Regions from separate parts of the Mus musculus genome. Here regions 2 and 3 are each linked to region 1. Evidence: chromatin contacts called from public promoter capture Hi-C data. All regions are on one chromosome and are shown on one strand. The core of a region is the stretch at or near the end of the contact, and the rest is flanking DNA. Distances in the headings are between cores, read along the strand shown.

The links. Promoter capture Hi-C pulls out the DNA fragments that hold promoters and counts their contacts.
Region 2: a contact with region 1 is called in a promoter capture Hi-C map of liver, with 3 times the contacts expected there. The contact joins the promoter of Ascl2 here to the promoter of Spef1l in region 1. A contact is called at or near these places in 2 of 39 promoter capture datasets (liver and pre-B cells).
Region 3: a contact with region 1 is called in a promoter capture Hi-C map of pre-B cells, with 2.7 times the contacts expected there. The contact joins the promoter of H19 here to the promoter of Spef1l in region 1.

What each region holds. Positions count from the first base shown.
Region 1 is chr7:139,977,036-139,980,315 of GRCm38.p6, reverse strand. It overlaps Spef1l (sperm flagellar 1 like), which reads left to right and starts at 1,561. Exons shown (of 7, transcript NM_001033465.3): 1 at 1,561-1,769; 2 at 2,171-2,282; 3 at 3,094-3,244. The coding sequence starts at 1,634. It overlaps Adam8 (a disintegrin and metallopeptidase domain 8), which reads left to right. Exons shown (of 24, transcript NM_001291066.2): 23 at 282-356; 24 at 789-1,384. The coding sequence ends at 839. Gm16201 (a long non-coding RNA gene) reads right to left here. Exons shown (of 5, transcript XR_389973.3): 5 at 1,336-3,280.
Region 2 is chr7:142,967,548-142,970,827 of GRCm38.p6, reverse strand. It overlaps Ascl2 (achaete-scute family bHLH transcription factor 2), which reads left to right and starts at 1,564. Exons shown (of 3, transcript NM_008554.3): 1 at 1,564-1,857; 2 at 2,129-2,928. The coding sequence starts at 1,848. The coding sequence ends at 2,910.
Region 3 is chr7:142,576,445-142,579,724 of GRCm38.p6, reverse strand. H19 (H19, imprinted maternally expressed transcript) reads left to right here and starts at 1,579. Exons shown (of 5, transcript NR_130974.1): 1 at 1,579-2,896; 2 at 2,982-3,112; 3 at 3,195-3,280. It overlaps Mir675 (microRNA 675), which reads left to right and starts at 2,578; the gene lies at 2,578-2,661.

The DNA.
Region 1 (3,280 bases), core at 312-2,811:
CTAAAGACCCATGTTCTGAAAGCTTCAGGGCAATGTGTGGGATACTGGGGAGGCCGCAAGATGATTGGCTGGGACAGTTAGCCAAGAAGAGGAGCTCTGCCAGGTTCGGGCTTTATCTTCCTAGCGGTGAGGCCATGCAGATGTTTCCTACTGAGCTGCGTGCAGACAGAAGCCTTCCAGGCTAGGCTGGAGCTGAGCAGGACAGCCTCAGGATGAAGCTAAGGGCCGTACTTGGCCTACTTAGGAGATGCTCTCAGTCAGCTGTGTCTGGTTCCTCCCAGGTCAAGCCAACCTTTGCACCCCCGACACCACCAGTCAAGCCCGGGACTGGAGGGACGGTGCCTGGAGCAACTCAGGTGAGCCTCAGAGGGAAGGGGAAGGGGAAGGGGAAGGGGGAGTCCATCTTGCAGGAACCCTCCTGCTGACTGTGGCACTGTTTCGGAGGGTGAGTGGCTGTTTTCATTTTCTTAGCTGGTAAGTTTTAGTGACATTTGAAAAAAAAAAAAAAGAAAGAAAAAAAAATCCTCAATAACAGGCTTGATGTCTGCTTTATAATTTGCCAGAACTTTCCAGTGCTTGCGGCTTTCGGGGGCTATGGAATTTTCCTTTTCATATGGCTAGTCTACAGTATATATGAAATGCTAGTACAGTCATCTTGTGAGGTCGGGCCCATTCTGTTGTTAGGGGAAGTGGAAGTCTAAATTTAAAGAACTGGCAATGGGTATTTTCAGCTGGACCTCTCTCTTATCAGGTCCTCTTTAATATCGATTTCCTTTTTTTCTTGGCAGGGAGCTGGTGAGCCAAAGGTTGCTCTGAAGGTCCCCATCCAGAAGAGGTGACCAGCTAGGGCACCCCAGGGCCATCGTTTGTGGACGTTTGGAGATACCACTGCTCCTATAAATGTGTTCCTTCAGCAACACCACAACCACCACCCAGGCTGGACCTGCACACGCTGTTCCTACCTCAGGAATAATCTTTCTGTGGCTCTTGCTGTCCAGATGCCCTCATGAACCAGTGGCCTCTCACTGGCCTTGGCCAGCTTAGACCATACATCTGCGTATGCTAGTTGCTAGGCAGGGGCGGTGTACCCTGCAGTGGGCGTGATCAAGTCTGTCTGTCTCTGGGTGGACAGAATGCCAGGAGTCCCCTCCCAGCAACTTCTGCACTGGCCCTCACACAGTGACCTCTCTCCAAGGCACAGTTCCTGTATCTACATCCCACTCGTGTATGAGACTTAGGAAAGGAAAAGACGTCGTTCTTGGGGTGTTGGGACAAGAAGTTGCCGTCATCTCCGGATTGAAACAGATTAGTTGTTGAAATTATGACTAAACACTATTCACTAATAAAGATTCTATTTTATCAATAGATTATAGATCACATTCTACATGGCAGTTTGTTTTTATTACACCAGATCAAACAATTTCACCTACCATCTCCCTTCGTTTTTTAACCATCCACCTTGATTCAGCCCGATCTCTGGGCGTGCAGGAGGACCAATCCTTCCTGGGATCGAGGGAGGGACCAGCGCGGTTAGGGCCCCGCCCCTTCCGGCTGTGCCGCGTCTCCCAGCAACGGTCCAAACCCGCCAGGTTTCTTCCGCTGTGTTTCTCTGCTGCACACCCACTTCTCTGCCATGCTCAGTGCTTCCAAGCCGAGCTCAGCTTCGTTCCTGCCAACGCCTGGGGATATTCATAACCTCTGCGCCTGGCTGGACCGGCTCCCACTCAGCCGCCCCAAGCGCCACTTGGCTCGGGACTTCAGTGATGGTGGTGCGAGTGAGGGCGAGGCGCTATGGGGCGGATGATGAAGAGGACTCAAAGCTGAGGGCCACCCTTGCCTCCAGCCCCCTAGTACGGGTGTGGGTGTTGGGGGAACGGAGCGGTTCTTGAGTCCAGACTCGTGCTCCTTAGGAAAGGTAGTAGCAAACAGGGCCTCCTGTGGCTCTTCCAGCTCCCCCTGGGCTCTCACGCTGTATTAGCTTCCCAGGCCATCCTACCACTTGGTCTGACCTGGAGTCTAGGTGCCGTGCCAGACTCGGGGACAATTATGGGCTCCCCAGGAAAAGCTCGTGTCCTTCCCACTCCATTCCATGCATCTCATGTGGTCAGGGATTACAGTTGCAACCCAGGGTCTTGACCAGGCAAGCCAAGTTCCCCTCGCATTCCCACAGTGCTGGTGGCCGAGATTGTGAAGCACTTCCGCCCTCGGCTGGTGGACTTGCACAGCTACGTCCCAGCCTGCAGTACAGACCAGAAGCTGAGCAACTGGAGCCTTCTCAACAGGCAAGGCCTGGGAGCTCAGCCCACCTAGGTTGACCCCGGGATGCTCTCTCCAGCCATGGGTCTCTGACTGCCTAACTGTGGGTCCTTGCCTATAGAAGAGTACCACAACCAGGGGTACTAGGGCACTAGTACCCCTAGTACCACTCCTGGGGGTGCTAGGGCAGCCTATCAGCTAGCCTGCTCCCTTACGGATCAGTAGAGTTTTACTTCACCTCCCCAAATGTCCTCAGACAAGACTCTGCCTGTGTATAATAAGTGATCTCAAGGACAGAGTCGGGCAGATATGTCTGATGTAGTCCAATCACAGAGGGCCCTCGGGAAGTGTCTGAGCAGAGCAAGGTGGAGAACCTGTGTGGGCACCCCCAAAAGACTGGCTCAGATTGGAATAGAAACATTGCTGGGCTCAGGCCTGGGTCTAATCTCATGGGCTTATGTTTGAGAGGGAAGAGATGAAAAGAGACCTCAAGGGAGATGATCATGCTGAGAGGGCCCAGCTGCAGGTTTCCAGGTACTGTTGAGCTGTCTCAACAGGATTTACCGAGGGCAAGCCAGTAGAGAGATGAGAATGAATGCAGAGAACATGGCCTGATAGAGCACCCCATGTTCTGCGATCTCCTGAGACATAGCTCCAAAGGCCAAGAATGAGATAGCCATGCGCCACTCAAGTGCAGGGCACAAAGGGGCTCTCTGAGAAAGCAAGATGCTGCCCAGTGGCTGGAAGGCATTGCAGGGAGCATAGAACTTCAGGGAGGGCTCAACTCCCAGTCCTTGATGGTACTGCTTTGAGAATGTGCTCCTACCTTCTTTGCAGGAAAGTCTTTCGCAAGCTGCACTTGTGTATCTCAGATAATGATATCCAAAGGGTGGTATCCAACAGGCCTGGAGTTATCGAGTCTATTCTATGTGCACTGAGGGAGAAGATGGAGGCCAGGACTGTTCATGTAGGCTCAGCTGGTACAGCTGTAAGTGTCTGCACATCAATTCAGCATGCAAGTCTG
Region 2 (3,280 bases), core at 315-2,814, 3.0 Mb before region 1:
TCTGGAGATATAAGAAGAAGATAGACGTTCTGAAGTTCACAGTCATCCTTAGCTATGTAGTGAATTAAGGGCTAACCTAAGCTTCAGGAGACTCTCCCACCACCACCCCTAAATGGAGGAAAAGTACAAAAAACAACTTAGGGAAAGGCAGGGAGGAAACAGGGCAGCAGTGGTCTCCGTACAGTGAGGGTTTGCAGATCAAACCTCCTCAGGGCACCAGGATACAAACTGTTTCCATCTCTTCTGTATATGTGTGCATGCTTGCGTGTGCAAGGATGAGCACAGCAGTGTGTATGGAGGTTGGAGGATATCTTGGATGTTGGTCCTTCCCTTCCAGCCTGTTTAAGATAGACGTTGTTGTTCATTATTGCAGTCCTGGGGCTAGCTGGCCTGGAAGTTTGAAGGAATTCTCTTCTTGGCATCTTGGGTTTCTATGGGTTCTGAGGATTTGAACTCAGGTCCTCACACTTGCACAGCAAGTGCTTTACTTAACAATCTCCCCAGACCAACTGGATTGCTCCAAACAGCAGAGAAGTGACTAGACTTATCCAAGTGCTCTTAGCAGACACCCGGGAAATTTCGACTCACTGCCCACTTCCCACAGCAAGGTTATCAAAAGGCTGGATTAGGATGATACAGCCTTGACGAATCCTGGAGAGTCATGGAACCTGCAGGCAGCCCCACACTGGCAGTACATGCTCCAAGGCAGTGCGAAAGCAGAGAGAAGCCTGGTTTTGGTAGCCCTCCCCCAGTCGGATATTTACAAAGAAAGTAACTCCAGGTTACTACCCACAGGATAGACCACTTGAACCCTATAGGTCTTGCTTGGCTCCCAAGCACCTACCTAGTCCTTTGAGGGAAAAATTGGGCTTGCTACGGCCTTGAGAGCACACTTCTGGGACAATGGGGCAAAACTGAGACTTTGACAAGGTCAGTGCATTTCCCTTCCCCTTCAACCTTCCCTCCACCGGCCTCAGGGGAAGGATGGGACTGAGAGGTCTGCTGGAATCCGAAGAAGTGTTATTGAACAAAAAGTCCAGGAACCGAACAAAAACTAGTCTGGGTAGATTCACCATTAGGAAAAGAGACCCAGACTTGGAGAGCTGGCTGTAAGGTGCAGATGGGTGACAGTGTGAGAAAGGAGTGGACTTGATTGTATTCTCTCAGGTCAGGGCAACCGGTCCTGGGGATTCTTGAAAACACAGAGGCATGGGGTGTGCATGAGGGGCTAAATGGGTACAGGTGCCCAGGAACATGAAATTTCCCATTACTGGTCTGAACCACTCCTCAAGCCCTTCTCACACTCAAGGGGCACAGGTGTGCTCCTGCAATGCGTGGACACCGGGTCCTGGTGGAGGAGCAGGGTGGGGCGGAGTGGGCGTGGAGCCTTGTGCGAGACACTCCCCCATCTCTGGAGCCACGCGCCAGGCGTACGCTTCCTTCTGGCCCCGGCATAGGACCGCGCCAATTGTCATTGGCCAAACGGGCGATCCCAGATTGGCTGAGACCCCGGCTCCCGCCTCCTCCGCCAGGGGGAGGGACGTGGGTGCGGGTTTGAGGCTCGTGCTACCCTAGGGGGTCGCGCTCTTCTGCCTCCTACCTCTTGGTCACCGCAAAGCTTGGTCCGGTTCTTCATCCGGCTGCAAGCGCTAGGTGTGCGGAGACCTGGCAGCTCTTGGGGCTTAAGGGCTGAGCACCAGGACGGGTGGAGGTGCCTGTAGAGTACATTCGGACCCTCTCTCGGACCCTCTCTCAGCCCCTGAGTGTGCGGGACCTGCGGAGCGCAGTTCGGGATCTGCACTCGAGGATTTTTCGAGGACGCAATAAGCTAAGCATCTGCCCGGAGCATGGAAGCACGTCAGTAGGCCATGAACTGCACCCGGGAGGGGTGGGGGTGGAAGCGCACGGTGTCAGCTTTGCAGAATGTGTACGCCAAGGGGAGGGTGAAGCGTGGCGGGAGGGCGAGGCGAAGGAAGGAGGGCGTGAGAAAGGAGGCGGTGGCGGGCGGAGGAGAGTTATCTATACTTTTTAAAAAAAAGGAGCCGCTTGAGCCGCGTAAAGGGAGACTTGGGGAGCGCCTGACAGCACGCGCGGGACACGAGAGTACCACGCTTCCCTACTCTTTCAGACCTTGACTGGTACGGGGTCCCAGGACTGCAGGAGGCCAGCGACGCGTGCCCTAGGGAGTCCTGCAGCAGTGCCCTGCCTGAGGCCCGTGAAGGTGCAAACGTCCACTTCCCACCGCACCCGGTTCCTCGCGAGCACTTTTCCTGTGCCGCACCAGAACTCGTAGCAGGGGCCCAGGGGCTGAATGCAAGCTTGATGGACGGCGGCGCGCTGCCCAGACTCATGCCCACCTCGTCTGGAGTCGCTGGAGCCTGCGCTGCTCGGCGGAGACAAGCGTCTCCGGAATTGCTGCGCTGCAGCCGGCGGCGGCGATCTGGAGCAACCGAGGCCAGCAGCAGCTCGGCTGCCGTGGCACGCCGCAATGAGCGCGAGCGCAACCGCGTAAAGCTGGTAAACTTGGGCTTCCAGGCGCTGCGGCAGCACGTGCCGCACGGCGGCGCCAACAAGAAGCTGAGTAAGGTGGAGACGCTGCGCTCCGCGGTAGAGTACATTCGTGCGCTGCAGCGGCTGCTCGCAGAGCACGACGCGGTGCGTGCCGCGCTCGCTGGGGGGCTGTTAACACCCGCTACTCCGCCGTCCGATGAGTGCGCGCAGCCCTCTGCCTCCCCTGCCAGCGCGTCTCTGTCCTGCGCCTCTACGTCTCCGTCCCCGGACCGCCTGGGCTGCTCTGAGCCTACCTCCCCGCGCTCCGCCTACTCGTCGGAGGAAAGCAGCTGCGAGGGAGAGCTAAGCCCGATGGAGCAGGAGCTGCTTGACTTTTCCAGTTGGTTAGGGGGCTACTGAGCATCCCACCCCCCTAAGGTAAGTTCCAGGACGGCGGGGAGGCGAAGCAGTAAGGGAGACACGTGGTGGGCGGGCCTGACACTTAGCGCCACGGGGACCCTGTGCAGCCAGGACTCAGCTGGGGCGATCACTTGGATTTCGCGCACGCTTCATTTTTCCTCAACCTTTTTCAAGCCTGAGCAAGACCGGCGTTTGTTTGTCCGGGATTGCAAAACTTCCTCTCAGAGCTCTGCTGTGGGTGGGGGAAGGGGAGGCCAGGGGAGGGGAGCGGCCTCAGGGCCGGGCCGGCGAGGTCCCAGTGCTGTCAGAGCCTGGCCGAGTCGGGTGCTGGAGGCGGGGTGAGTTTGCATTGCAAATCGCGTCCTAGGCC
Region 3 (3,280 bases), core at 330-2,829, 2.6 Mb before region 1:
ATAGTGGGGGTATAATGGGGGTGTAGTGGGGCGGTATAGTGTGGGTATAGTGGGGGACATAGCGGGGGTATAGTGGGGGTATAGCAGGGAGGGTATAGTGGGGGTATAGCAGAGAGTATGGGGGCCATAGGGGAAGTATGGTGGGGGGTATGGCAAGGGGTATGGTGGGGAGGATGACAGGGGGGATATAGCAGGGGTGTAGTGGGGAGGATATAGTGGGAAGTATAGGGGAGTATAGCAAGGGTGATGTGGGGGGTGATGGGAGACAGAGACCAACTGCCACCACACCAGTGAATAGCTTACATGTGATGGCCAACCCTCGGCCTTTAGTCTGCTGATGCTGCCAGGGTTCTTGAGGCTCATTAGAAGATGGGGTCATTCTTTTCCATCTTATATACCGATCTCTGAAAAGGATCATTTGTTTAAGAGCGCAGAGATAGCCACAACCACCACAAGGTGACAGCACAGACACACATTACAGCGCCAAGATAATAGAGGCTGGGGTCTATTTATGACCAAATTGGAGGTGTCCGTCAGTATCATAACTTAGGGTCCACCCACAGCAATGACCAGGGCTTTTCACAGAGTAAAAATGAAGGATCACTAGGAGCCAGAAATGAGTACTCAGCTGACATGCAGCCACTAGGCTGAGGATCTGCCAAGGTGCTATTGCACCTCACATAGGTGAGAACCACTGCTGAGTGGTCATGACTGGTCAGCCCTTGAGTCCTCCTCCCATCTGGAGCTCCGGTCACTTCCATCTAGAGCTGCTCTACTCTCTGGTGCCCTGATTTGTGGATGCTGACTCTGTGGATTTCAGCTGCATAACTTTCAACAGAAGCTAAGAGCAATGGTATACGCACGCACGTGGCTGGAGGGACAGGGCATCTCTCCTGTCCCCATTCTATCACTGATAGTAGTACTTCAGTAGGATAGGGAGACCATACTGTGCCTCCGGTTGACTGGGGTGACCAAGACCAGACTGTAAGATAACTAATAAAACTCATCGCAAGAGAGTCCTGACAAACGTGACGACTCACCCAGAAAAGGGACGGTGAGGAGTGCCCAAATTAGCTACTACCTTGTTGAAACCACTGCGGCCAGATAAGGTCAGTCAAGCAGACTAGGACAAAGGCTGGGGGTTAGCCACTCGTAGGCTGTTCATACTCCGTGGGATAGTATGAGACCCATGCCCTCAAATTCCCATTGTGGTCATTATACAAACTGAGTAAAGGGCAGCTTCAGTGTGGCAGGGTGCCTGGGGCACCACCGTTCTATGAAGGGCTTCAGCAGGCTACGGGGCTATATGTTCTCGACATCAAGGGAGATATCTGGGGACAATGCCAGGCCCTGTCTAAGGGATTCCAAAGTGGGAGTTGTGGTGAGGCTGTCTTTGGAGAATTTCAGGACGGGTGCGGGTGTGGGGTGAGGCGAACGTGCGCTGGAACGATACAGGGTGGAGGTGGGCCCTGCGGGGGCCCCGGCGGGGCCATGTACTGATTGGTTGACAGAGTAGGGGCGGGAATTCTGGGCGGAGCCACTCCAGTTAGAAAAAGCCCGGGCTAGAGGGCCCGAAGCACCGGGTGTGGGAGGGGGGTGGGGGGTGGGGGTGGGGGGTATCGGGGAAACTGGGGAAGATGGGAGAGCTGGAGGAGAGTCGTGGGGTCCGAGGAGCACCTCGGCATCTGGAGTCTGGCAGGAATGTTGAAGGACTGAGGGGCTAGCTCAGGCAGAGCAAAGGCATCGCAAAGGCTGGAAAACATCGGAGTGAAGCTGAAGGGCCTGAGCTAGGGTTGGAGAGGAATGGGGAGCCAGACATTCATCCCGGTTACTTTTGGTTACAGGACGTGGCGGCTGGTCGGATAAAGGGGAGCTGCTGGGAAGGGTTCGACCCCAGACCTGGGCAGTGAAGGTATAGCTGGCAGCAGTGGGCAGGTGAGGACCGCCGTCTGCTGGGCAGGTGAGTCTCCTTCTTCTCTCTTGGCCTCGCTCCACTGACCTTCTAAACGAAGGTTTAGAGAGGGGGCCTGGTGAGAAGAAGCGGCTGGCCTCGCAGCAGAATGGCACATAGAAAGGCAGGATAGTTAGCAAAGGAGACATCGTCTCGGGGGGAGCCGAGACAGAAGGAGGCTGGGGGACCATTGGCGACCCCAGGTGGAAAGAGCTCTTAGAGAGAAGAAAGAAGAGGTGCAGGGTTGCCAGTAAAGACTGAGGCCGCTGCCTCCAGGGAGGTGATAGGAGTCCTTGGAGACAGTGGCAGAGACCATGGGATCCAGCAAGAACAGAAGCATTCTAGGCTGGGGTCAAACAGGGCAAGATGGGGTCACAAGACACAGATGGGTCCCCAGCCGCCACAACATCCCACCCACCGTAATTCACTTAGAAGAAGGTTCAAGAGTGGCTCTGGCAAAGTCCCAAGTTTGCCAGAGCCTCAATAACTGGAGAATGGAAAAGAAGGGCAGTGCAGGGTGTCACCAGAAGGGGAGTGGGGGCTGCAGGTATCGGACTCCAGAGGGATTTTACAGCAAGGAGGCTGCAGTGGGTCCAGCCTGCAGACACACCATTCCCATGAGGCACTGCGGCCCAGGGACTGGTGCGGAAAGGGCCCACAGTGGACTTGGTACACTGTATGCCCTAACCGCTCAGTCCCTGGGTCTGGCATGACAGACAGAACATTTCCAGGGGAGTCAAGGGCACAGGATGAAGCCAGACGAGGCGAGGCAGGCGGGGCAGAATGAATGAGTTTCTAGGGAGGGAGGTTGGGTGCAGGTAGAGCGAGTAGCTGGGGTGGTGAGCCAGGGAGGCACTGGCCTCCAGAGTCCGTGGCCAAGGAGGGCCTTGCGGGCGGCGACGGAGCAGTGATCGGTGTCTCGAAGAGCTCGGACTGGAGACTAGGGTAAGTGTCTGTCCCGCTCGTGGTCACCCAGTCTCCTCCCACGCAAGTTCAATTAACTCATGTCTTCATTTCTCCCTATAGCCAGGTCTCCAGCAGAGGTGGATGTGCCTGCCAGTCACTGAAGGCGAGGATGACAGGTGTGGTCAATGTGACAGAAAGACATGACATGGTCCGGTGTGATGGAGAGGACAGAAGGGCAGTCATCCAGCCTTCTTGGTGAGCATACTCCCTGCCACAGGGCTAGTCCGCTCAACCACCTAATTGTCCACCCACTCACTCAGGATTCTGTCCTTTGCAGAACACCATGGGCTGGCGCCTTGTCGTAGAAGCCGTCTGTTCTTTCACTTTTCCCAAAGAGCTAACACTTCTCTGCTGCTCTCTGGA